Linked DNA regions of Mus musculus: all the other regions are linked to region 6. A link is a contact called in public HiChIP or PLAC-seq, Micro-C and promoter capture Hi-C data. All regions are on one chromosome and are shown on one strand. The core of a region is the stretch at or near the end of the contact, and the rest is flanking DNA. Distances in the headings are between cores, read along the strand shown.

Evidence for each region. Promoter capture Hi-C pulls out the DNA fragments that hold promoters and counts their contacts. A called contact is a pair of places that touch in the nucleus more often than the background predicts. HiChIP or PLAC-seq counts read pairs in DNA pulled down with a chosen protein or histone mark.
Region 1: a contact with region 6 is called in an H3K4me3 HiChIP or PLAC-seq map of embryonic stem cells, with 17 read pairs. The contact joins the promoter of 1700092C10Rik here to the promoter of Egr3 in region 6. A contact is called at or near these places in 4 of 39 promoter capture datasets (cranial neural crest, embryonic stem cells, maxillary cranial neural crest and 1 more), 9 of 484 Hi-C or Micro-C datasets (embryonic stem cells and epiblasts), 5 of 115 datasets of contacts at active chromatin or transcription factors (all in embryonic stem cells) and 1 of 9 other capture datasets (embryonic stem cells).
Region 2: a contact with region 6 is called in a Micro-C map of embryonic stem cells, with 9 times the contacts expected there. The contact joins the promoter of Gfra2 here to the promoter of Egr3 in region 6. A contact is called at or near these places in 15 of 484 Hi-C or Micro-C datasets (all in embryonic stem cells) and 4 of 115 datasets of contacts at active chromatin or transcription factors (all in embryonic stem cells).
Region 3: a Micro-C map of embryonic stem cells shows a contact between it and region 6, with 4 times the contacts expected there. The contact joins the promoter of Fam160b2 here to the promoter of Egr3 in region 6. A contact is called at or near these places in 1 of 484 Hi-C or Micro-C datasets (embryonic stem cells) and 1 of 115 datasets of contacts at active chromatin or transcription factors (bone marrow-derived macrophages).
Region 4: a promoter capture Hi-C map of cranial neural crest shows a contact between it and region 6. The contact joins the promoter of Nkx3-1 here to the promoter of Egr3 in region 6. A contact is called at or near these places in 2 of 39 promoter capture datasets (cranial neural crest and frontonasal cranial neural crest).
Region 5: a contact with region 6 is called in a Micro-C map of embryonic stem cells, with 2.7 times the contacts expected there. The contact joins the promoter of Dok2 here to the promoter of Egr3 in region 6. A contact is called at or near these places in 2 of 484 Hi-C or Micro-C datasets (both in embryonic stem cells).
Region 7: a contact with region 6 is called in a Micro-C map of embryonic stem cells, with 4 times the contacts expected there. The contact joins the promoter of Dmtn here to the promoter of Egr3 in region 6. A contact is called at or near these places in 1 of 39 promoter capture datasets (cranial neural crest), 6 of 484 Hi-C or Micro-C datasets (cortical neurons and embryonic stem cells) and 2 of 9 other capture datasets (embryonic tail and pancreatic islet).

Annotation. Positions count from the first base shown.
Region 1 is chr14:69,170,125-69,173,703 of GRCm38.p6, reverse strand. It overlaps 1700092C10Rik (RIKEN cDNA 1700092C10 gene), which reads left to right and starts at 1,861. Exons shown (of 3, transcript NR_045931.1): 1 at 1,861-2,128. Nkx2-6 (NK2 homeobox 6) reads right to left here and starts at 1,902. Exons shown (of 2, transcript NM_010920.2): 1 at 1,656-1,902. The coding sequence starts at 1,902.
Region 2 is chr14:70,888,312-70,891,503 of GRCm38.p6, reverse strand. Gfra2 (glial cell line derived neurotrophic factor family receptor alpha 2) reads right to left here and starts at 1,397. Exons shown (of 9, transcript NM_008115.3): 1 at 610-1,397. The coding sequence starts at 649.
Region 3 is chr14:70,598,073-70,601,280 of GRCm38.p6, reverse strand. It overlaps Fam160b2 (family with sequence similarity 160, member B2), which reads left to right and starts at 1,446. Exons shown (of 17, transcript NM_194345.1): 1 at 1,446-1,539. The coding sequence starts at 1,495.
Region 4 is chr14:69,188,992-69,192,146 of GRCm38.p6, reverse strand. It overlaps Nkx3-1 (NK3 homeobox 1), which reads right to left and starts at 1,455. Exons shown (of 2, transcript NM_010921.3): 1 at 1,154-1,455; 2 at 1-323. The coding sequence starts at 1,442.
Region 5 is chr14:70,772,749-70,776,086 of GRCm38.p6, reverse strand. Dok2 (docking protein 2) reads right to left here and starts at 1,706. Exons shown (of 5, transcript NM_010071.2): 1 at 1,578-1,706; 2 at 340-621; 3 at 16-103. The coding sequence starts at 1,649.
Region 6 is chr14:70,076,001-70,079,263 of GRCm38.p6, reverse strand. It overlaps Egr3 (early growth response 3), which reads right to left and starts at 1,947. Exons shown (of 2, transcript NM_018781.4): 1 at 1,666-1,947; 2 at 1-368. The coding sequence starts at 1,819.
Region 7 is chr14:70,625,059-70,628,331 of GRCm38.p6, reverse strand. Dmtn (dematin actin binding protein) reads left to right here and starts at 1,267. Exons shown (of 16, transcript NM_001252662.1): 1 at 1,267-1,593.

The sequences.
Region 1 (3,579 bases), core at 612-3,111, 910 kb after region 6:
GCAATACTGTAGAGCAAGCAAGACACTCCAATTGAAAGCCCCCACCCCCCAATTAAGCAAAGGCAGTAAGCACAACCCCTTTAAGTTCCTCTTCAGCCAGATCTACATATCTAGCCCCAGGCTAGTAATAGGTTCCAAGCCCCCATCAGAACAAGAGCCCCCACACAGGTAAATCCAAAAGCAAAACCGATAATAGAAACTTTAACTGTGGGATCTCCAAAATTATGAAATTTATCTCAAACAGATCATTCAAGTGGAATACTGAAAATAAACTCAGTTTATTAATGAGAGCCCTGGGTTCGATAGAACATAGCTTCCGTAGGACAGAGGGGACTGAATAAGGAGTGTCATCTGGCTTCCTTGAATTTCATTTTTACACAACAAAAATTGATTCTTTACTTTCTCTCACAACAATGGACACATTAAAGGTTAAATCACAAAACCCAAACCCAGTAGACAAACAGATAAAAAGGTGTTAGCACCCTATGCCCTCTTAGAACAATTAGAGAGCCCTGAGCCCTGCTTTGAGGAAAGGGCAGATTCAGATGGGAAGGCAGGTCCCTTGTCTTTTTGGTGAAGTTTATCAGATGACCCATTTCCCTGACCAAAAGCCCTCAGCCAGGCTGGGGTGGGACCTGGGTGGCTGTCACAGTGGTAGAGGACAGGTCGCCATGAGTTTCCAGTTAAAGGACCTCTGGGTGGGCTGGGGCTGGAGCAGTTGGGAGAGAAACAACCTTTTCTAGCAAAGCTAAAAGCAACTCTAAGTTAACAGACCCATGCCCAGGGAACTGAATATTTAGTGTCCACTACAAAAAAACCATACATTTCTTTTTGAACGGAAGAAAATTTAATGTTCTCTTTTGGGGGGCCAGTGATAAACAGCCTCACGTCAGAGGATAACCCCGAAGATTACCTATTACTAGGCTAGACTGTGGCCTTGATTATCTGTGGTCTGGCTTGGTAGGGTAGGCTGGTTGTGCCAAACTATTTCCTTCCCCACCTCAGTCTGGTGGGAATACTCAGAAGGGCCCGGAGGCTGGGTGAGAAGACAGTCCATTTCTTTCTTTCCAGTAGCAGGCCTTCCCTGCCTATAAACACCACCTGGATTATTATAGAAGTAGCCAGATTACAAATTCCTTGTTTGCCCCTTCTCTTTCCACAAGCTAAGGATGGGTCCCTGGACTGCTTGCCCATGCATTTTTGGACCAAGATCCACGATTCTGAGGGGGTCATCTCCAACTAAGGTTCCCTATTCTTAAGCACCCCCAGGTTCACTCGGAAAGCAACACACACACACACACACACACACACACACACACACACACACACACACGCGCGCGCGCGCGCGCATGTCCAGATAAATCAACATGCTCCAGGATGGTTCATCCAGGAAGGTTCAGGTTAGTCAGGTAAGGGCAGTGGTGATGAGGTAGGGGGAGGGGAGCTCTCATAACCTGGCTCCATCCCCTCTTTGTGGTTATTAGAGGGGCGACTGTGGGAAGAAACATCCCAAAATTCAAGGACTAGAAACAGAGAGGTTGCCCTTTGAACTCCTAAAATGAGGGGCGGTAGGATGGGACCCCAAAATATGCACTTTCTCCCTCATTGACGACCCACTCCCTCAATAACACCTGTAGGAAAGAGCGCTTACTTACGTGGCTCCCCCACAGGATTCGAGCCCATCTCCAGGACTGTCTCCCAGGTGCACCGAAAAGGGACTGCTTGTGCCCTGTCGCTGCTCTCAAACCATCCGGATTCCTGGTTCATTCTTAGGTACCGAGGCTTTACTGGGTTCCTATGCAACTCCCATTGTGACAGGGTCTTGGAATCCTTCTGTTGGCACTCCAGCCTGAGAATGTCAGCTACCGAGAAAGGGGTGGAGGCCACAGGACTCGACAGCATCTCGTAGCCGAGGGGCGGAGCTGGCAAGTTCTGGACCACAGCCAGGTGTCGCACCCCCAACTTCCTCTTCTGTAGTGGCAGTCCTAATCGATTCTGGGATGCACACTAGGTCCTGGACCGCGCCTTCCCTTGACTGGGGCACCAGGACCGGGTGATAAGATCGCTGTCCTCCATTGGTTCCCACAGAAACCACGTGCTAACCCTGAGCCTTCTTACCCAAAAACTGGTAATTTGGGCCGTTCTGTTGGTCCTCAGTCCCTCCACATCCTTTTGGGAGGTTTGGTTCCTACTGAGATTTCTCAACAGTGTACAACAGAGAGCTCCCGAGGGGTCCGGTCTGAGGGGAGCCTGCTAGAACCTGCTACCTGGATTACCTGGATGGCACTTGTGGGGCTATTTTAGGGCAAGCAACCCATCTGTTTTTCCCAGTTAACCCCTTCGAGGAAAAGGAAAATCTGAGGATAGAAAGCTGGGGAGTCCCCAAGATATGACAAGCCCGTGGTTCTCAACTGGTGTAAAGCTGGGTTTCTTCTCGGGATACTAATGACCAATACAGCCTGAGGAGCAATTCTTTTTGAGTCCAGCAGCGCCAGGGTCTTGTCACTTGACAGGGAAGGCAAATTGAGTTGGGGGAGCTCTGGTCATCTTTAAGTATTTCTGGATTGGTTGGGAAACAAGGTAAGCTCTTGCCCCAGAAGAGTAGAGATAAGTTCATTTCATCTCTTCCCCGGGATTCTTCCCCTTTCTCTTGCCTTAAAGCCTGTACAAGCGTGTGTAAGTGGGGAATTTTACCCAGTCTTAAATCTTCAGAACTGGGACACAGCTTGGGCATAGTATAAGGTGTCTCCATGGTGTGCGAATGGTTAGGAACACGGAGAGTGTGAGCAGATATGATCGTGCAGAGACAAAGGACGAACATCTCGTTTTCAGGAGGGTAGAAGTGTCCACTGGAGGGATAATAAGTAAAACAACGTGTAAACAAGAATTCTCCGCTGCTGGAGCTCATGCGAAGGAGATCAACAAACCGGGTTTTGGTGTTACATTCCCAAAACAGGATGGGAAGATTTTTTTTTTTTAAGATCGCTTAAAAGAGAAAAAACTCACTATGAGATTTAAGGGATTTTCAGATAAAATGTTTTTTAAATCTTCTCACGAAAATTTACAGTTACACAAGAGACCTAGATGTTATTTCCTGAACTCTCCATGAAAGGAACTCACCCACCCCTTTCCAGTCAGAAAACACAAAAACTTAAGAAATTTATTTCTTGGAAAGGGGCTGCAAACATGGAAGTGGAGATCAGTGGACCACTTGAGGGTGTTAGTGCATCCTAGGAATCCCGTTCAAGCATCTTTAGTCTCTGAACCCTCTCCCAGGTCTAGATAGCACACAATTTTGAAAACTTCCACTCAGAAATAACTTTCTTGTTTAGTTTTACATGTGCTTAAATTTACATATATATTCATTAGTTTTTCGGAGTATGATTCAAAGTAAGAATTAAAATGTCCTACATTACAGATGGACCTTAACAGGATGAGTTCATAAATTTAGCTAATATTGATTTTTTTCATTATCATTAATAAGGCTTTATCTTTGCAGAAGCTTTATGCCTTCACCCCCTTCCATATATCCTTGGTATACATATGGAGAGGAAATATTGATGAAGTATTTTAACGCTC
Region 2 (3,192 bases), core at 148-2,647, 810 kb before region 6:
GAAACTTGCAAAGTGCTACAGAGAGTGGAGAGATAGGGTGCGTTCCTGAGACTGATTGGCAAGTAGGAGGTGACTACAAGGACTCCCCGCAAACGTCCAAACCAAGACCTCCTGCCGAAACCCACTGACTCTGAGAGCCTTCCAGAAAGGAGGGGCAGGCTTGATAGCGTCCCGCCAGCCTCTCCCCATCCTTCCTTTCATTCACACCAACAGTTGCATTTTTTTCCTTCCTAAGTTGTTGCAAATTGAACCCATTATTTTGAGGGAAATGAGCGCTATCACGGCCTGCAAGTAAGAGTGTGTGTCGGGGTGTGTGCGCGCGCGCGGCACGGGAGTGCGTGCGGAGATGGTTTGAATGTTGGAAGTCTCCTTCTCGGTCCTCCGCGCAACCAGCTAGCCGCTGCACAGCTCCCTCCTCTAGAGCCTCCCAGGCAGTTCGGCTCCCCGGAGCCCCAGGCCCGGGCTCCCAGCCTGGCGCGATCTCCCGGTGTCTCCCACGGCGCCCTGCTTGCAGCCCCCAAGCCCACCCCCGCATGCCCAGCTTCCAGTGGGCGACTGAACGCGCGCAGCCCCTTGTGACCCCCAGACTCGCCACCTGCAGGTACTCACCTAAAAAGAAGAAGAGGCAGAAGGCGTTTGCCAAGATCATGTTAAATAAATCCCACAGTTTTGTGTGTATGTGTCTTTCTCCCTTAGGTTTAAAAAATAAAAATAAAATAACAACGGTAATAATAACAGCCAAGCAATGATAACGACCCCCAAATCCAATGCGGAGATCCCGCCAGGCGGCCGCCGGTTGAAGATCCCGAGTCCAGGGATTCTCGCTGCTGGCTGGAGGGGGAGGGGTGGGAGGCGGGCGGTGGGCTGCCTCTCGACGTCCCCCCCTTGCCACTGAAATCAAACACACGTAGCTATGTGTCTGGCTGCCTTCTAAGCCAACAGCCTGGTCCTGAGGTCAGCCCAGCCCTTCGCTCTCGCGGCCGGGAAGGCGCGAGTCCCCGTGGGTCCAATTCCCCTGCACTTCCCAGGAGGGGACTGGAGAGGTGGGGGCGAGGCGATCTGAAAGTGAAGGACTGGAAGAAAGCAGCGAGGGAGGGGGGTCAGAATAAATGCAAATAGGAAAGAAATCCACCGACGGATGGGAGCAATCCAGTAGAGCTTCTAGGACGGGAGACCAGAGTCGCTTCTTTGGCACCAAGACGAAGAAAAAGATTCAAAATAAAAAAAAAAAAATCTTCTCCCGCTATCCCTTGCTTCGGCTCACTTTTTCTAATGGAATTCCAGTGCCGGTGTGCCTGTGCTTGCGTGTGTCTTTCCTCCCTTCCTCTCTCCCTCTCCTCTCCTCTCCTCTCCTCTCCCTCGCTCTCGCTCTTTGCTCTCGATCTCCGCTCTCCCTCACTCTCCCTCTCTCTCTCTCTTCCCCTCCCTACTCCCTCTCTCCCTGCTCCTCCCTCCGCCCGCCTGCTCCCTCCCTCCCCCTTCGCGGCTTCCTCGCCTAGGCTCTCGCGCCTCGCCCCTCTCCTCTGCTCGGGGCTCAGCGCCCCGGCTCCCTGGCGGCTGGCGGCGCAGCGCGCGGGAGCGCGGCGGAGCAGCTACACTCTGCAGCAGCAGTGGTAGCGACTCGGCGGTGATGGAAGCTACACCGGAGTGGCGCTGGCGCCCAGGAACACTGGCCTAGGGGTGAGCTCCACCGCTGGCTCCCTCGGCTCAACTGCCCGCCCTTGGGACCAGCCTGCTGCCTTGGCCGGAAAACCGACTAGATCCCCCGGCCAGTGTCCACGCTCAAACCAACGAAGCCTCCCGCCCCCTCCTCTCCATGCAATGTCTCATCCTGGCTAGGTGAAGGCTTGCGTTCTCCAAGTGCTCCTGCCCCTGCACTGGACCCCCAGAGCCATGAGGTTTCGGAAGCCTGAACGAGGTTAGGGAGACACTGAGGCCCGGGTGCTGGAGCCATCCTAGAGGCATGGGGGCAGGGCAGTAGAAAAACCCAGGCGTGGTGGTCCAGGTCTGAAAAAGAGAGCACCACTCTGCAAGCTGATGTATTCCTTGTGGGGAGCCGTTCTGAGAGTCTTCCCAAAAGCACTAGGGAACCCAAAGACGCCCTTGTAGGCCAACCCTATCTCCCTGGGTCTAACCCCGCGCTCCTATTCGTGTGTTCTGCATGCAGAGCTCAAGAACTTTTACCGCACACTAGTGACTCGCTTGCCACCCCACCCCGCGCGCGCTCCCCAACACACAGGCACACACACCAGCTCTGCAGCCATTCCAGACACCTCTTCCCCAGTTGGTCTCTCCTCCCCTGGACCAGAGAGAAGATTGTCTAGGGGTCCCAACTTCCTCCTCCAAGGCCAGTGAACCAGCCAGAACTGCGCGGGAAAAATCCAGCCCGGGTTGACACCCCACCCTACTGGGGAGCCCCAAAACAAGGGACACTCAGGCCTCTGCTTCACACCCCCTCCCCGCACACAGAGATCTCCTGGACTCCCTAGAGCTAGTCGGGGAACTAAGGCCACTCCCGGTTCCCGAAGCTGAGGGTGGAGACCCTTCCGGATGGAGACTCCTCCCCAAGCCGGGAAGGGGGACAATTTATCCATCTGTCTTTGGCCCCAGCTCACCGGCGTAATTTAGTCATAGAATTTACAATAAAAGCCCAGAAGCCCCGAAAAAAGAAGCGTCTGGCTGGAGAAGGGTTGAAGGCGAAGTGAGGTTGCTGACCGAGGTGGCAGGGCGGCAGACAGGCAGTACACATGTCTCAGCGCCCTCGGGATCATACAGCCCACGCACACCCGGCACCCTAGTTCCACGCTTTTCTCTGACACACCTTCGGCTGCCCTGGCATTTCGCACTCCTATGTCTTGCATGCGACTCCCGGAGCCAGGTTTAGGCGATGCTTCGTCAACTTTCCACGTTGCCAAAAAAAAAAAAAAAAAAAAAAAAAAAGCTGTCACCATCTCAAGCTTATTTGGGAGTGTCTTCTAAAATACATTGTTAAATATTAAGGCGGTGGAATAAAGGAAGTGGTAGTGTGTTTAGTGTGAAGAGAGGGGGTCACTCACAAAACCAGCAGCCTTAGCTGCTAGTGGGAAAGCTAGAGGGAGCAACTTCCATCTTGTGGATTTAGGCGGGAAGGCACAGAACAGGCGTTTCATCTGGCCATTGGGAGACAACGATCCTAGACCCTACACCCAAAAA
Region 3 (3,208 bases), core at 197-2,696, 520 kb before region 6:
AAAAAAAAACAATGTGTCAACTCTGTTTCCTTTTCCTTTTTCATTTTCAAGACATGGTTTCTGTGTCCTAGAATTTGCTCTGTAGACCAGGCTGGCCTTGAACTAGTAGAGATCTGCCTGCTTCTACTCCCTGAGTGCTGGGATCAAAGGCATGTGACATCAAGTGCAATTTACATGTTTTTTTGTTTTTTTGTTTTTTGTTTTTGTTTTTTCGAGACAGGGTTTCTCTGTATAGCCCTGGCTGTCCTGGAACTCACTTTGTAGACCAGGCTGGCCTTGAACTCAGAAATCCGCCTGCCTCTGCCTCCCGGGTGCTGGGATTAAAGGCGTGTGCCACCATGCCCGGCCCAACTCTTGTTTTTAATGTCTCACTATGTTTCTAAGACTGGCCTGGAATTTATAGTGCAGCCCAGGTATGGTAACACAAGCCTATAATCTCCAGCCTTGGAACAAAAATAATGGTGAGTTTTAGGATATCCTGGATATTTAAGATAGATGTAAGTAATTTAATCATTTATAATTTATGTAAATACCTATATACATTTACATAATTTTTATATAATTTATGTATTATTTATCCATCTATCTATTTACTTATCTGATACTGAGGATTGAACCAAGAGCCTCATGCAGCCCTTGTTTTTTATTGTTTGCTTTGGTTTTTGTTTTAAACAGTTCGTGTCTTCAACCTCTCTCTCTCTCTCTCTCTCTCAGTGGTGTGTGTGTGTATGTGTGTGTGGTGTCAGTGTGTTGTAATTGTGTGAGTGGTATGTGTGTGTGTATGTATGCATGTATCTTTGTGTTCGGAGTGTGTGTGTCAGTGTGTGTGTGTGTGTATGTGTTTGGTACGGGATCTCACTACCTCCTTGAATTGTTGATACTACTGAGTGCTGGGATTGATTGCAGGTGTACCCCAATTGCTTTCTTTCCCTCCAGAGCGGGGGACATGAGACAGATTTTGCTGGGACTCTTCGGATCAATTCCTAATCAAACAGCAAACCTTAGAGGACATCTTTTCCAATAACGACCTTTTTTTTTTTTTTTATAAAAGTACTGAACAACAGGGTGAAATTAATATTAGCCATAACCTATTCCAATATTCCTAATCCATTACATTTAAACATGTCGTCAATTCTTCCCACTATGTCTTTGCCTTCTGGAGTGTCCTTGACACAGCTTGTCAGGGCCAGGTCATTTTAAACACTCCAGAGCCGTGTGTGTCCAGGGCTACTGTGTTGGTAGGATTGTGAGGGTGCACGAGGAATTAGAAGTCTCTGGGTGTTACTCAAAGGAATCTTAGGTCATCAGCTCCCAGGGTGCTCCCCACCGCCCTCCATCAGGACCTGCCCAGCCCTGGGCTTAGAGCGCCCCCGAGCCCTCCGGCAGGGGCGGGGTTTCAGAGCCGGGTCCCGCCTCCCGCCCGTTGGGCCGCCTCCTCCGCCACCGCTGCGCCGCCACCGGGAGCCGGGCCGCGAGCCGGGCCGGGCCGCCATCATGCTGAGCCGGCTCGGGGCACTGCTGCAGGAGGCCGTGGGGGCGGTGAGGCCGGGCCCTGGTCGGACCGGAGGGGCGGGCGCGGGCAGGGGGGCGGGCGGGTGAGGTGCGGGCCCCTTGGGCAGGGCCCCTCCCCTGGCCCCGACGCCGCTTCCGGGCTTCGTCTTCGGGTACAGTCCCGCGTCGCGGCCGCCAGGAGCGCCTAGCTCCGGGGTTCTCTCCAGACCGACCGGCTCCCTCGATCTTGCGCCTCGCTCTTCTGATCCTAAGCCCGACTCTCGTGATCCTGAGCCATGCTCCCTTGATCCTGAGTCCCGATCCCTCGATCCGGCCTCCGCACTGCTTCCTGTTGTGCTTCCTGTGTCCCACTCCCTGACCTGCGACTCGGTCCCCCGAGCCTGCGCTCCGCTCGGCTTCTTTAACGTTCCCTGTGCCTCGAGAGCTTCCGCTAGCTTTGTAACTCTTCTCTCCCCAAAGGTTCCCTTGTCACCAGCCCTTTCTCCCAGATCTGCCCCCACGCCTCCTCCTCCGCCCGGCAGCCTTCCTTTCTCGTTCCTGACGTTCCTCCATTCCTCCTCACCTGGGATTGACAACAGCCTTCCCCTTCCTCTCTTAGCTGCCAGACAACTACTGGGAGCAGGGGTTCCCGCACTGAGTTCCCTCTTAGCATGGGAGTTGCAGCCCTGAGTGACATAAGTCCCAGGAAGAAGGTGATAGAGACCTTTGCAGGGGTGGGTGGTCGCGAGAACCCGGAAGTAGCCCTCTGCAGGCTTATCTCAAGCCACTGAGCCAGCTGACCTTGAGTTAGGGACTTCAGCCTGCCGGAGGGGCTTTGAATGGAAGAGTTGTTTCCATGCAAAGCTAGCTTGCTTGCGCTCTCTCTTTTACCTTCTCTCTCTCCTCTCTCTCCTCTCTCTCTCTCTCTCTCTCTCTCTCTCTCTCAGTTTGTGTTTAGGCCCCTTTTTTCTGGAAGTGCATGTCCCTGGTCACTTCATTCAGCAGCCTTGCAAGAAGCTATTTGAAAAGTTAATTATTTTTTTCTCATTGTATAAGAACACTGTCTAATTGATGGGTTTAGTCTATCAAATTGTGTCCTGAGAAACAATCTTAGGTCTGACGCCCCCCCCCCCCCCCCAGTCAGAACCTTCATTGTTTTTGGTGTTTGGTGTTTGTTTGTTTGAGACAGGTTGTCTCTATGTAGCCCTGTATTCTTTAACTCCCTCTGTAGACCAGGCTGGCCTCGAACTCAGAGATCCACCCGCCTCTGCCTCCCGAGTGCTGGGATGAAATCACCATGCTAGGCTGCTATTGTTCATATCAATTGGCTCAGCCTTAGGAGAACTGGTTAAAGGAGAGGGAGGCACTTCTGTAACCTCCCCTCCCCCCACTGTCCAGCTCTGCTGTGAGGAACAGGGCCTAGGGTACCCCCAAGAGGGAGTTTCCAAAATGACCTTTTCACCTTTTCTTCTCCTTCCTGTCCCAAATAAAAACAAGTGTCATCTTAGAAAGCAATCTGATACACTAATTCATCCTTCTGGACACAGCTCAATTGTCAAGGAGGGTTGGCAGTGGGGACAGCCCTAAGCGTCCTTGATGCTTACACTCTGAGTACAGAAAGCTGAAGCACCAGGGGCTGCAGATGAAGAGAGCGGAGGGACATATTTTTAGGCAGGTTACCTGCAGTGTGCAACATACAGACCATGTTCAGAAAGTG
Region 4 (3,155 bases), core at 206-2,705, 890 kb after region 6:
TTTCAGGGCTGGCAAAGACAATGGTGAGTTCTTCTCCAAGACTCCCAGGTCTTCCGACAGCTGCTTTCGCTTGGTCTTATAGCGTCTGTTCTGGAACCATATTTTGACTTGGGTTTCGGTGAGTTTGAGGTTCTTGGCCAGGTGAGCCCTCTCAGGGGCAGACAGGTACTTCTGATGGCTGAACTTCCTCTCCAACTCAATCACCTGAGTGTGAGAGAAGGCGGCCCGGGAGCGCTTCTGTGGCTGCTTGGTGACCTGGGGGGCACTTGCTAAGTCCCCTGGATTATGTTCACAGTCCAAAAGATAAGTCTCAAAATGTGCATCTGGAGAAGAACAGAAGGAGAGAGGAAAAGTTACATGTTAGCTCAGAATTCAAACCACCTTTTTGTTTTCTGCTAGTGAACAAAAAGCCCACTGTCATCTGGATACTTTCACTTTGTTTGCAAGACTAAGAAACTACCCTGAAGAAGTGAGCAGGCTTTTTTTATACTATGTATTTGTTTCTAATAATCAGTGTGAACTACATTCAGGTCTTAGCGGTTTACAGTTGATCTTTCTGCCTTGTTGTTTTACATCAGTGAAATGTGGATCCTGGATGTGTGTTGCAAAGAGAGGTGGGTAAGGTGCCAACAGGGAAGACGGAGGCATCGTAGGGACATTGAAGTGGGTGACTGAGATTTGTGGAGATGAGCCAGGTGGCCTGGGATGGTAACCAGTTCATCTCCTGCCCTAGTCCTCTTCCTGTAACTGTGGCTTAGTCACCAGCATGAAAAGTGGTTGGGGCCGGAGGATAAAATTGGACGCGATTCTATTTCTAAAGACTTAAAAGAACATCCATAATTTTATGGCTCGTGGAATGGAGACGAAGGGAACTTAAGAGTGGGCTTGATTTATGAATATTAATGGTTATCGTTAGTTCTAGTAGCCAGTGGTAAATGTCTGCAGCCGCTGGAAAAGAGTCAAGTCGATGGCAAAGTTATTAGTTGCTCTCAGGGTTGATGCTCAAGGTGGCTCGGTGGGGCGGACAGCGAGGTCCTTTCTGTGGCCATGCCCCCACCCCCAACCTCAGGATTCCTGCATCCAGAGCTCGGGGCCATTAGCCCAAGAGCGGTCCTTTCCTGTGCATGGTGCTCGCTTGGTCTACTCCGCTTACCAGACTCGGGTTCAGTCGGTGTCTCCGCGGGGCTATGCCGGATACTTGGTGGGTCCTCCGGAGCCACGCCGCGACCCCCTGCTTTGTCGGGCTCTGGAGCGGAGTCCCTCCTAGGGTCCGGCGAGTGCTGCGGATTGCCTGAGTGTCCCCCGTGCCGCTCCGCGCGGTCCCGCAGGATGTCCTGGATGAGGAAGGAGGTGAGCCGCTTGGACTGCGTGGGTGGCGCTGCCCAAGGACTGCGGCCACCCGCCTCCACCCGTGGCTCTCGGGGCTCCGCTACCCTAAGCATCCCTCCTCCGCTGCGCGCCGCTTTTGCTATCACCGGGCCGCGCGCACTTATAGCCATGCTGAGCGCCGCGCCGCCTGCCCATTGGCCGCGGGGACACGGCTGCTCCCCGATTGGCTGCCGCGGGCTCCAGGTGACCCTCAAGGGGCGAGTCCTGGGCGGATTAGGCTCCAGAGCCCTTCCCTGATGAGCCCTTAACCTTTCCTGGTTTCCCTCTCAAGCCCTTTGCCAGAGAAGCCACAAACGCCAAATTCTTACTGGAATCAGAACTGAGCAGGCAGGTCGCTTCCACCTACCCTAATTGTGTTCAGATAGTAAGAGAGACTGATAACAAAGCCAGATCTACCGAGTCTAAGTTGATCCTAGGTCTGACAATCATGCTCATTATGGTCCCACGCTGGACTCCCAGCTGGACACATCTAGACAACCAGCAGAAGTCTATTAGGGAAGGTCCAAGTAGTATGACAGTGTCTCGTTTACTGAGTTGACCAGGTAGTGTAACACCAGGAAAGAGTATTCTTAAGAAATAAACACTCGCTGGGCAGTGGTGGCGCATGCCTTTAATCCCAGCACTTGGGAGGCAGAGGCAGGTGGATTTCTGAGTCAGCCTGGTCTACAGAGTGAGTTCCAGGACAGCCAGGGCTACACAGAGAAACCCTGTTGAAAGAACGAAAGAAAGAGAGAGAGAGAGAGAGAGAGAGAGAGAGAGAGAGAGAGAGAGAGAGAGAGAGAAGGAAAGAAAGAAAGAAAAGATAAATAAACACTCAAGCTGTGTGTGGGTGACATTTCTTTAATCCCAGTGAAGAGGGGCAGAAGTAGGTGGATTTCTGTGAGTTTGAGGCCAGCCTGGTCTATATAGGGATTTCTTGGACAGCCAGGTCTACATAATGAGGCCCGGTCTTAAACTAACTAACTAACTAACTAACTAACTAACTAACAACTAAACAACTGACAGCACACATGCACAAACCAAACTAATAAAAGAAATGAACACTCTAGCCCAGGCTCCCCATGTCTGTCACTTAAATATCACATGGTTCAGAACAATGCTTTGGATTGCTAAATACGATCTATCTGATCAAAGGAATGTGCTAGAATACAACATTTGGTGGAAACCGAGGAAAGCCTACGCTGATTTTTTTTTTTTAATTAATGGATGCAATTAGAGTCTGTTGTGGTCTAAGGCACCAGGACTCAACTGGAATCTGCTCTGCAGGGAACCTTGTATTTCTGGGGAGAAAGAAAGGGGGGCAGGCCCTTGAGAATACAGCAACTTCGGAGGGAAACTGGGATGGATAACCGGAAGGCCTTCAGAAAAGCTCTCTTCTGCATGTTACCTGGACTTATTTTCCTTTAAAATTTAAATATACATTTTTGATATAGTTACAGGTTCATTGGGAATTGCAAAAATAGCAACTCCAATGTCCCTCATTGTAGTATGTATGTATGTATGTATGTATGTATGTATGTATGCATATAGTGTGTGTGGGGAGTCTTCCTCCAAGGCCCACACATAAATGCCGTTCCCTGCTGAGGTAGTTTGGAGAAGTTTTGGACCTATAAGGGCTGAAGCCTAATGAGAGGTCCTCAAATTGTTGAGGACATAGAGATTGTAGCGCCCCAATTTTCCCCCCTCTCCTGGCCCTGGTGTATGGATTTTCCCACCAGCCTGTGCTCCTCTCATGTTGCACTGCACCCCCCATTAGGCCCCCTAAT
Region 5 (3,338 bases), core at 457-2,956, 700 kb before region 6:
AGCCCCAACTCTCACCTGTGGTGGAGCTGCTATACAACTCGTTCTCCTCCATGCAGGGACTGCCGCTCTTTTCCTCCAGTCCTGGTGACCCTTTCCTCTGTCCCTGAGGAGGCAGGTCCCGGGTCTTAGCACCAGAACCCACCCCAAGGCTCTCTGACATTCGCTTTCAGTGCACACCCAGCCAGCTGGTTCTGGGTGCACTTCAAACTGGGCTCCCTTAAGGAAGAACTCCCCTAAAAAAGAGTTTTGGTTCTTCTACCACCTGTCCACAGGAAGTATCTAAGTAACATCGCCCTCCCCTGGTGGCCGCCCTCCCCTGGGCCACTTTGTACCCCTCACCGGGAAAGCCAACAGGCAGATGGCCTGTATCCAGTCACTGCGCTCTGCCGAGGGGGCTGCCAGTAGGTACAGGCGCTCCTTGGTCTCCAGGATGAAGGCACTGGTGTCCCGGGGGCTGCTGGCCTCACTGCCTACCTCTGCTACCCGTAAGCAGTCACTGAGGCGGACAACCTTCCGAGTGGCCTCTCCTCGCCGTGTCTTCTCGGGGACATCCTGGAGCTCTAGTCTGGCTAGGGCACAGCCAGACTCTCCATATAACACGGCTGCGAACCGGCGCCACTTCTGAGCCCAGGTATGCCACGTAGAGGCCAAGTGGGAACCATCGGAGATGGAGAGATGGTCATGAAAGGGGAGAAGAGGAACTGTGGGAGAGGTAGAGGGGCTGGGGCAGCCACACAGGATGGGGAGAATGGCAAACATCACAGCCAGTCAGAGAGGCCCGAGAAGACAACAGAGACCATGGAATGACAGAGCTGACCAAGATCCGCAGGCTAGCCAAAGGCCACAGTAAATGTCCAATGGATGCAGAGTCCAGGAAGATGACAGGCCCATCAGCCAGGTAGTGGGAACAAAAGTCACTGAGCCCAGAGATGAACAGTGAGGGGAGAGTAGCCTAGACCAGGGACAAGTCTTCATTTCATAGGAAGGTTCTGGCTCCAAAATTTCCCACCTCCTCTCCTTTTTTGTCTCACTGATTAAGGAGTTGGACCATGAGAGACAAACAAAGAAACAGAGACCTAGACAGGGTGAGGTGGGTGTTGGGGTAAGCACAGCTGGGTAACAGCAGGAGGCAGAAGAGCTTCCCCTTCAAAGAGGCTAGGGAAGGAAGAGGTTGGAACACCCTGGGGCCACAGCTCAGTAGCAGTCAAAGGTGAGAGGGACCTCTGCTGTCATCCCAAACTGACTGGCCCCCAACTCTTCCTTCCGTACCCGCCCAAGGTACCCCCAAATTCAATACTGAGCAAGGGAACAAAAAGAGAGAGAGATAATGTCAGAATCTGCTTCCTCCCCCACAAGCAAGGACAAACAGCCCTCAGCAAAGAGCGATCCAGAGCCTGGTTTAGAAGGCAAGGCACGTTGAGAAGGCAGACATCTTCCCCAAGTAGTGTTCTTGTCTAAACTGGTGGAGCACATGGTCTCATAAGGGTCAGGGATATTAAGACACCCTTCTACCCGGGATAGTAACAGGGCCCTCCCCCAAGCTGCTCCGCCCAGCGAGAGCCCAGCCTTACTCTTACCTTGCCAAAGGTCTGCTGCTGCTGAAGATGCAGGAAGCCCTGCTTCACAGCTGGCTCCTCCATCCTGACCATCGCAGCTTCAGCTCCCCACTGCCATTGCCTCTGCCCTCTCTCTTCTCTCTTCTGGGCCTGTTCCCCCTTCTCTCTAGTTCATTTCCTCTCTGACTAGAGTTTTTCTACACTATTCTAGTCTGCTTGATGACGACAGGCTGATAGGCCCTGTGGTTTCTTGCTCTGTGTGCGCCTTTTTTTTTTTTTAAGTGCACTTCACGAGCAAGCTTCCTTCCTGCATTTCCAGTGAGTAACATGCAATTTCCAAAAAAAGCCAAATTTCACACTTCTGCAGAAGCTGGTGTGAAGGACTGAGCCATAAGAACAAAGAGACCCCAAAATCAAGTTGTTCAAGAAAGTCCGGGGTGAGGGCTCTACATTCAGGCAGGATGCTGAGTGTGTCAGGGCTGGAAAAGCCCTTTGGAATCAATCACCATAACCTACTCATTGAAAAGAGAAAACTGGGGCTGGAGAGGTGGCTCAGCGGTTAAGAGCACTGACTGCTCCTCCAGAGGTCCTGAGTTCAAATCCCAGCAACCACATGGTGGCTCTGTAATGGGGTCTGATGACCTCTTCTGATGTTCCTGAACGGAGCAATGTACACGTACTCATATGCATAAAATAAGTAAATAAATCTTGAAAGAAAGAAAAAAGAAAGAAAGAGAGAAAGAAAGAGAGAAAAAAAGAAAAGAAAAGAAAAGTAAAGAAAAGAAAAGAAAAAAAAAGAAAAGGAGATAGAGATGGTCTGAAGGGCCTATAAGGCTAACACCCAGAACCCAAGTCTCCCAGCTCAAGCAAAGATGAGCCATATACTGGGTAAATTACAGATAGATAAAACATGTGTGTGTGTGTGTGTGTGTGTGCACGCACACACACACAACACGCACCAGTCCCATTGTATGAAAGTATTTCCTGCCTGCCAAAAACACATACAATACACAAGTCTGTGGTGAATCTAGCAATAAGAACAACATACAATACACAAGTCTGTGGTGAATCTAGAAATAAGAACATTCTCTCTAGAAAAAGATTTCCTCCCCAAGTCTAACTCAGCTGTTGGCTTCCTTCCTCACTTGGGTTCAAGTGGGACTTACCTTAAACTGTGGGAACTTCAGAACTTCCAATTCTTCTATGCGTGCCAAGCCTGGTGTAGCACTGGTGGAGACAGAGCGACATGTAGCCCCTGGTGTGAGCCTCCACAAGTGTCAATGGCTGCTGTGAGAGGGAGACTTGTTTGTGTAGTGCATATTTTCACTCTGAGGAATGTCCTCTGTTTCAATGTTAATGACTCCATGCTAATCAGAGACAGCGTGAGTCCAGGAAGCGAAAGTGAGGCCTGGAGGCAAAGGTGAGGTGGCTATGTCTCCAGAAAAATGGTAAATGCTGAGACTTTCAGGACAGCCCTTGAGGCTATGGGAAAGAACTCTAAATACATGAGTTCAGTATATATATATATATAGTTTCTCAACTATGCAAAATATAGGGATGCGATATGAATTACAAGGAATGAATTCATGAATCTAAAGGAATAAAGGCAGCCACACTATGAGTCAGCTTATCAGGCAGATTCCTGAGCTCCAGGTCAGCCTAGGACAGAGGGAGGTTAGGCCCAGGTGTGGTCAGGGCAGTGTCTCACCTAACTCTCTTATTGTCTGTTCTTAACAAAGGTCTGTCTAGACCTCTGAATTCTTTTGCAATATTAAGAAAAAA
Region 6 (3,263 bases), core at 698-3,197:
CTGGGGGGAATAGGCGAGCCCAGGGTTTCCCTGGGGGTCGTGGAAAGACACGGGCTCCGAGTAGAGATCGCCGCAGTTGGAATAAGGAGGCAGCGCCGGATACATGGCCTCCACGTCTCCCTGAGGAGGCTGCACCATGCTAGCCGTGGACGTCTGCGTACTGAGCGCCCCTGAGGCCGGGGGCACCCCCAAGATGCCGGCACTCATGAGGCTAATGATGTTGTCCTGGCACCAGTTGGAAGGAGAGTCGAAAGCGAACTTTCCCAAGTAGGTCACGGTCTTGTTGCCGGGGGCTGGCTGGAAAGAGCTCGAATAAGAGAGTTCCGGATTGGGCTTCTCGTTGGTCAGACCGATGTCCATCACATTCTCTGCGGAGAGCGGGGGAGAGAGGGGAGGGGTGAGTGAAGCCGAGCCGGCTCCCGGCCGCGGCGCCCAGGTCCTTGCCCAGGAGTAGAGGGTGCGGCCGGCTGGAGTGCGCAGCGCGTGGGGTAAGAGGAACGCCGAGCCCGGCGCAAAGCGGGCGGTGCCGCGCTCCCCGGCGCAACCTGGATACAGCAAAATACTACGGATCGGGGTGTGGAGTGGCTCCGGCACACACACCGCACACGCCGCGCACACACTCACGTACCACACACAGACACGCACGCGCGCAAGAGAGCATTGTTGTTCTTCCCGAGGTGGGGCGGACAGGTAGCTGCAGCTACAGGTAGTTTCAGACCCGGAGCGCGCCCGGCTCTCGCTCTCCAGCACACACAACTCGGCCTCTTCCCCCGGCCCTGTCTACTCCAAGACGCCGCGCCTTCATGCCCCAAGCGAGGTCCCCCTACGCGCGCTGAGCCCGGGTGGCCGACCCAAAGAGCTTCGACGCTTTTGTCCTCGGAGCGCAGAAGGGTGCCGCCCGTAAAGGGAGCCTCTCCCGGCCCCAGTCTCCTCCCGGCCTGAAGGAGCTTTCTGCTCGGGCTGGAGGGGAAAAGCCTAAACCCAGCTAAGGAGAGTGGAGAGCGGCGGAAAACCAGCCCATGTCTCCACGGCGGGAGCGGCCGCCGTTCCCAAGCTCCCGGGTCCCAGGATCGCCCCCGGTGGCAAACCCTTTCCCCCGCCCCGTGGGTGAGCCCCCTCCCTCTCCCCACCGTCCCCACACCCCCAATGGCTTTGCTGAACGCCCCGGAAAGGCAGCGTCGCAGTACCTCTCCCACCGTGGGGACTCCACGCCGCACATGGCTCCATCCCGGGTGGGAGGCTGAGGGAGTAAGGAGGGGGGAGAGCGCGGGTGAAAAAGACGCTGGGCTCCTCCCGAGAAAGGGGGCTACAGCACCACGCCTTGCACGCAGCCCAGCGATCGGGCCCCCTGCGTGGGGAGGGAGAACCCCAGAGCTGCTCGCACCTACCTCCCTCCAGTCGGCGGCTGCCCCCACCCGGGAGAACCGAAGCCTCAACCGTGGCGTCTCCAACCAAGCCTTCCCGATCTCGGAGGGCGGGAGGAGTGGGTGGGAAAAGCAACTCGCCCCCCAGAAAATTCCCAGCGCGCCCCCCATCTTTCCATCCGTCTCTCCATCCATCCATTTCTGCATCCATCGATATGTGCATCCATCGCTAGCTCGCTCCCTCCTCCTCGTCCTCCCCCTTTCCTTCCTCGCTGCCTCGCCGCCTCACCGCCACCCTTACCTGTAGCCATCTGATTGTAATGGGCTACCGAGTCGCTGCTGCCGGAGAAGAGGTTGAGCGCGCTGGGGATCTCCTCGGGGTACAGATTGTCAGGCAATTGATTTAGCAAACTGCTCATGGTCACCGGCAGCTTCTCGGCGAGTTTGCCGGTCATAGCACTCCCGAGCTACCGCCGCCACCGCCGCCGCCGCCACCGCCGCCGCCGCCTGTTCCTAACGCAGCTTCCAGGCGAGCGGCATCCGAGAGGCGATCCGTGGTGCAGGGGAAAAGCATGCGAGAGGGAAAGTTCGGAGGGAGGGGGGAGTGAAAAGGGGAAGGGGTGGGTCAGGGGAGGGGATCTATTCTTTTTTGGAGGGGTGGATGGGAGAGGGGCAAAGAGGGTAATCCTCTCGGGTGCCTCGGCTGGTGCGGTGCGACGCTGGGTCGTGGGGGTGGGGTGGGGCGTGTGCGAGGAGTGGGATGGGGGCTGGGCTGGGGGGGTGATCTAGGCTCCAGGGGGTCAGACGCGGCTTCAGTATTGATCTCACAGACACGAGCCCGCCGACCCCCCCCGCCCCCCGATCTGCCACAGCCGCCGCCGCCGCTGCCGCCGCCACCTCCTCTGCTGCTGCTGCCGCCGCCGCTGCTATCACCACCAACCAGCCCCGCCGCTTCCTAGCTAGCTCACTGCTGCCCAAAAGCTCCCAGCCAGGGAACTCCACCAGTCTATTTATCTGAGCCCCGGGAAAGCTCCGTGACGTAGCTGCCCATATATGGACAGACAAAGCCCAGCCGAAGGGGCGCGACGTCACAATGGAAGCTCCTCACAATGGAACATTAGAAAGCAGGAAGCGGGCCGCAGCCAACGTGCAGCGCCCGCACCGCTCTCCGTTCTTTAAAAAAAAAAAAAAAAAAAAAAAAAAAGTCAATTAGATTAGAAAGAAGGAAAGCGAGAAGAGAAAAAAGAAAGAGGGACGAAGCCGAATGCAAAGCGCGCGATGCGCAGTGCACAGTTGAAAAACCCTGTAACTAAACATGTAGGTTTTTATTTGAGGACAGCATTAGAGACAGAATTTAGTCGTTGGAGGAGTGGAGTTGTTTGCAATTGGTCTCCAGCACTCCCAGCATTTAGAAAGAGTTCAGTACACCAGGACACAGGTTCCTTAGCAGTCTAGGAATGGGAGAGGTGACCGCTTCAAGCCAGGCTCCCCCACACAACTTCTGTCTTTCCTTCTTATCCTTGACTGGATTCAGATGGAGAGATGAAGTATTTTCCTTTGGGGAAGGGGTTCTAATGTCCTAAGGCTTCTTATTCTTGGACACTTAGAACTTTCGTGCGGACATCATTCTGATTCACCGCCCGCAGCCCCGGCCCCTCCCTTGGGGTTCCTGACCCCGCGCTGACTCTCAGTTGAGCGCAGTGGCCCGGGAATGTGTAGCGGATTAGCTAGTTGCGCAGTGGGCAAGAACTTTTAGGGGCGAGGGTATGAGGGTTTTGTTGTTGTTGTTGTTGTTGTGGAGATTAGGAAAGAGTGAAGTTTAGGGGATAGAAAACACGTGCACCAAATAATTCCCAGATAAATTCCCTAACGGTTCTAAAGCAAACCCCTTTGGCCACA
Region 7 (3,273 bases), core at 18-2,517, 550 kb before region 6:
CCAGGTGGGGTTTTGTTTGTTTGGTTTTGTTTCTGTTTGTCTGCCCCTTCCACAGGGCCCACAGTGGCTGCATCCCAGCAGCTAAGCCTGGATTCCCGGTCCTCCTTCCCCCTTTCACGGCCACTCAGCTACCTGCCTTCTGTCATTTCTCCTTCTGCCCAAGCCACCTTCAGGTTACAGTCGTCCCTGTCCTCTGCTACTCCAGATACACCCCTCCCTTCCTGTCTCCTCCAGTCCTCTTTTCTTTGAAGACGGTCGGTCGGTCGGTCGGTCGGTCGGATGCTGAGGCCATAGTCTTACCTGTCTCCTTCAAGCCCCTCCCCCTGAGATTTTTTTTTCCATTCAGAAACCCCAGAGCCCCCTCTCCAGATCCTAGCTTTGCCCCAATAGCTGCTGCTATCATCAGCTGACCGGCTGTGGGCAGTGGTTACCAGGGCAACGGCAAGGCTGCCTAGGTAGGCAAGTCTGCAGCCGACATGGAGGTGGGGAAGAGGCCAGTTAGTGCTAATAGGGGTTAGAGGGCTAGGCTTTCTAGATGCACCCCAAAGCCAACATTGGAGGCCTGGAATGGTTGAAGTTTTGCCACAGAGAGAAGGCATGTCTCTTTGGAATATGGATGCCATCTGATAGAAAGCTTCCTTTTGCAAAAACAGCTTTCCTGGGAAAAATCGGTCCTTCATTCTCTCCCTGGCCCCTACTACGATCCCCAGGGGATCAAGTTTACAGAAAATCCAATCTGAATCTGATGTATTTATGACCTGGTTCCTTCCATCCTTCTATCTGTCCTCCTCAGAGAGGGTTAATGTTTGGATGGCCAATTCGGGTGCCCCTGCTGTTCCCTGTCCCAGAGGTGGGGGGATCCCCCACAGAGCCTCTCATCTGCTTCTGGAAGATGGTGGAGCATTATGAATGGGGTTTGAATTGCAGGTTCTTGGAGAGCCGGGTGGGCATAGCTCCCCTCAGTTATCAGTAACAGCCGCTAACTTGAACTCTGCTGGAGAGGCTCTGAGTGTGGATATTGCAGAGCCGGGATATGGGAAAGGGGGAAAACGCAGCGCAGCCGATTCTGCTTCGTCATGATGCCAGCGAATGAGCCCCTTGTTTGAAATGGATCAGCTGCAGCAGCAGCAGCTGAGATGAACTGGACCAGCAACACGCCCAAACGCACACACTCACACACCCTGGGGCCCGCCACTATCAGTTGTTGGTGGGGAGGGGCCCGGGGCCCGCCCGCCCAGAGACCGCTCCTCGTCCTGCCCGCCCACCAGACACCAGACTCGGACTCCCCAGCTCCGGGAACCCAAGCCGGTGGCTTGCAGAGCAGCAGGGGACTGGTGAAGCGGGTGGGGGTTCAGGAGGGAGATCAGACCGCTGAGCTGAGACCAGCTCCCCTCCTTCGCCAGCTCCCACCCCACCCACCCACCCTAAGCCGGCTTTCTTCCTGTTATTTGTGCTTCGTAAAGCGCGGCTGGGTTCCTGGAGAAGCTGCCTCTTACCTAGATTCCTGAGAAAACGCGGCCACCCAGTCGACCAGGGCCTAGCCTTTTGCTTCCTGGGGCTTCAGAGAGCCTGGGCCCCACTGTCTGGGAGGAGGTAGGTGACAGGGTCTTTTGCCTCTCTTTCTTTACGTAGGTATTTTGGGCTGTACCTCTGGATCTGGCCATGGTTTTGGGTGATATCAGAGATGCTAGGACAGGGTCAGCTTTGGAAAATGGTCAGTGGGAGAATAGGCCTAGGTGGCCAGACAAGGTGCTCAGCTGGGTTTGACCCGATCAAACTCCCTTTTTATTTGGGAGGAAGGATCTAGGCTGTTGCCGTGCAAAGAGTCCATATGGGCCCCAGCATTCCCTTTCATGGACACCCCCCCCCCCAAGCTTCTGTGGCCAGAATTTCAAGGGGTGGGAGCATGGGGCACAGTCTGTGGAGGGAGCTGTTAGCTTTTTGCTGAATGATGCAAGACATCTTTGGCAGCCTCCCTCCCGCCAGGCCAGGTGCCCTCTGGAGTGGCAGGGGTCCATTGAGGGGGCCAAAGCCGCTGGTTTCCAGCCCACTCTGGAGCCCCTCCTAGCTGAGGTTAGCCTGGTTAGGGTAGGGATTCGTCGAAGAATGAGGCTGTGTAGCAGGGTGTGACTGCAGAGCTTAGCCTGGCTCTCTGCCTGCGAGCAGCTAGTGTACTGAGAGAGACTGGGTGCTGAATAAACCTGGAGAGCCCCGGGGGTCCTAAGGGATTCCTTTCTCGGCACCAGACACGCCATACTCCTTTGCTGGGCAGGCACACCTGTGCGTCTCCTCCCAGAAGACTGGTTGCCAGGCTGTAGGTCTAAGACAAGCAAGGCAACGGTGCAGTGGGAGTGGAGGGATGTGGGGATGGGTCAGGTGAGGGCACTGGGAGTATTGGGGTTCACGTGCTCAGAACAGGGATGGGTTCAGCAGGCCATGCCAGGGAGCTGTGAGCACAGATGACGGGTGCCAAGGGGAGGATCAGTGGGTGGGTGCAAGTAGGTGTCCTTAGCACCATGTGTCATTGTGTGGGGGTCTGGCAGGGAGAGTGGGCGAGTGCTCTGGCAAGGAGGGCGGCAGAGTCCCTGTGTGCACCCATGTGCAGTTCTGTCAGCAGCCATGTGTTGGGCAGAGCTCTTCTGTCTTCTGCATGTATGCTCCTGGGAGTCTTGTCTCCATACAGCTAGTTGGTCTTTCTGAGGCTAGGAGAGCATCTGTCTACCCACTGGTGGGCAATGTCTGCAGAATTCTTTCAGAGCTCACGTGTGGGGAGAGTGGAATGGGGACCTCTCCTGAATTCTAGAATCTGGATTTAGGGTGGGAGTTTCCTCTCCTCCCCAGATCTGCCGATCCAGCTATATATACCTCAGGACTCAGATCTATAAGGAACGTGTTTGGACAAAGCAAGCCTGAGCAGTGGAGGGACCTAGCTAGAAAAGAGAAACTTACCTCTTCTGAGGAAAGAGCACAGAAATGGCCACTAACTCGGTCAAGAGGGGAACCTAAGAAAACTCTAATGAGCTCAGGCATGTTTGCAGGGGAGGGAGGCAGGAGGGGGGGTCAAAGGGAAAGGAGCACTCTTGTCACTGAGAGTGGGTAGGCAGGTCCTGGAACAGACGGACTCCGTTATCTACTCCTGAAGCTGCCTGATCTTGTTCAATGGGACAGGTGTCATTCAGAGTTGGTATGAGGAATGCATAGTCCAAAGCAATAGGAAAAGGATCAGAAAGCATTTGCATGAGCGAGAGAGAGAGAGAGAGAGAGAAAGAGAGA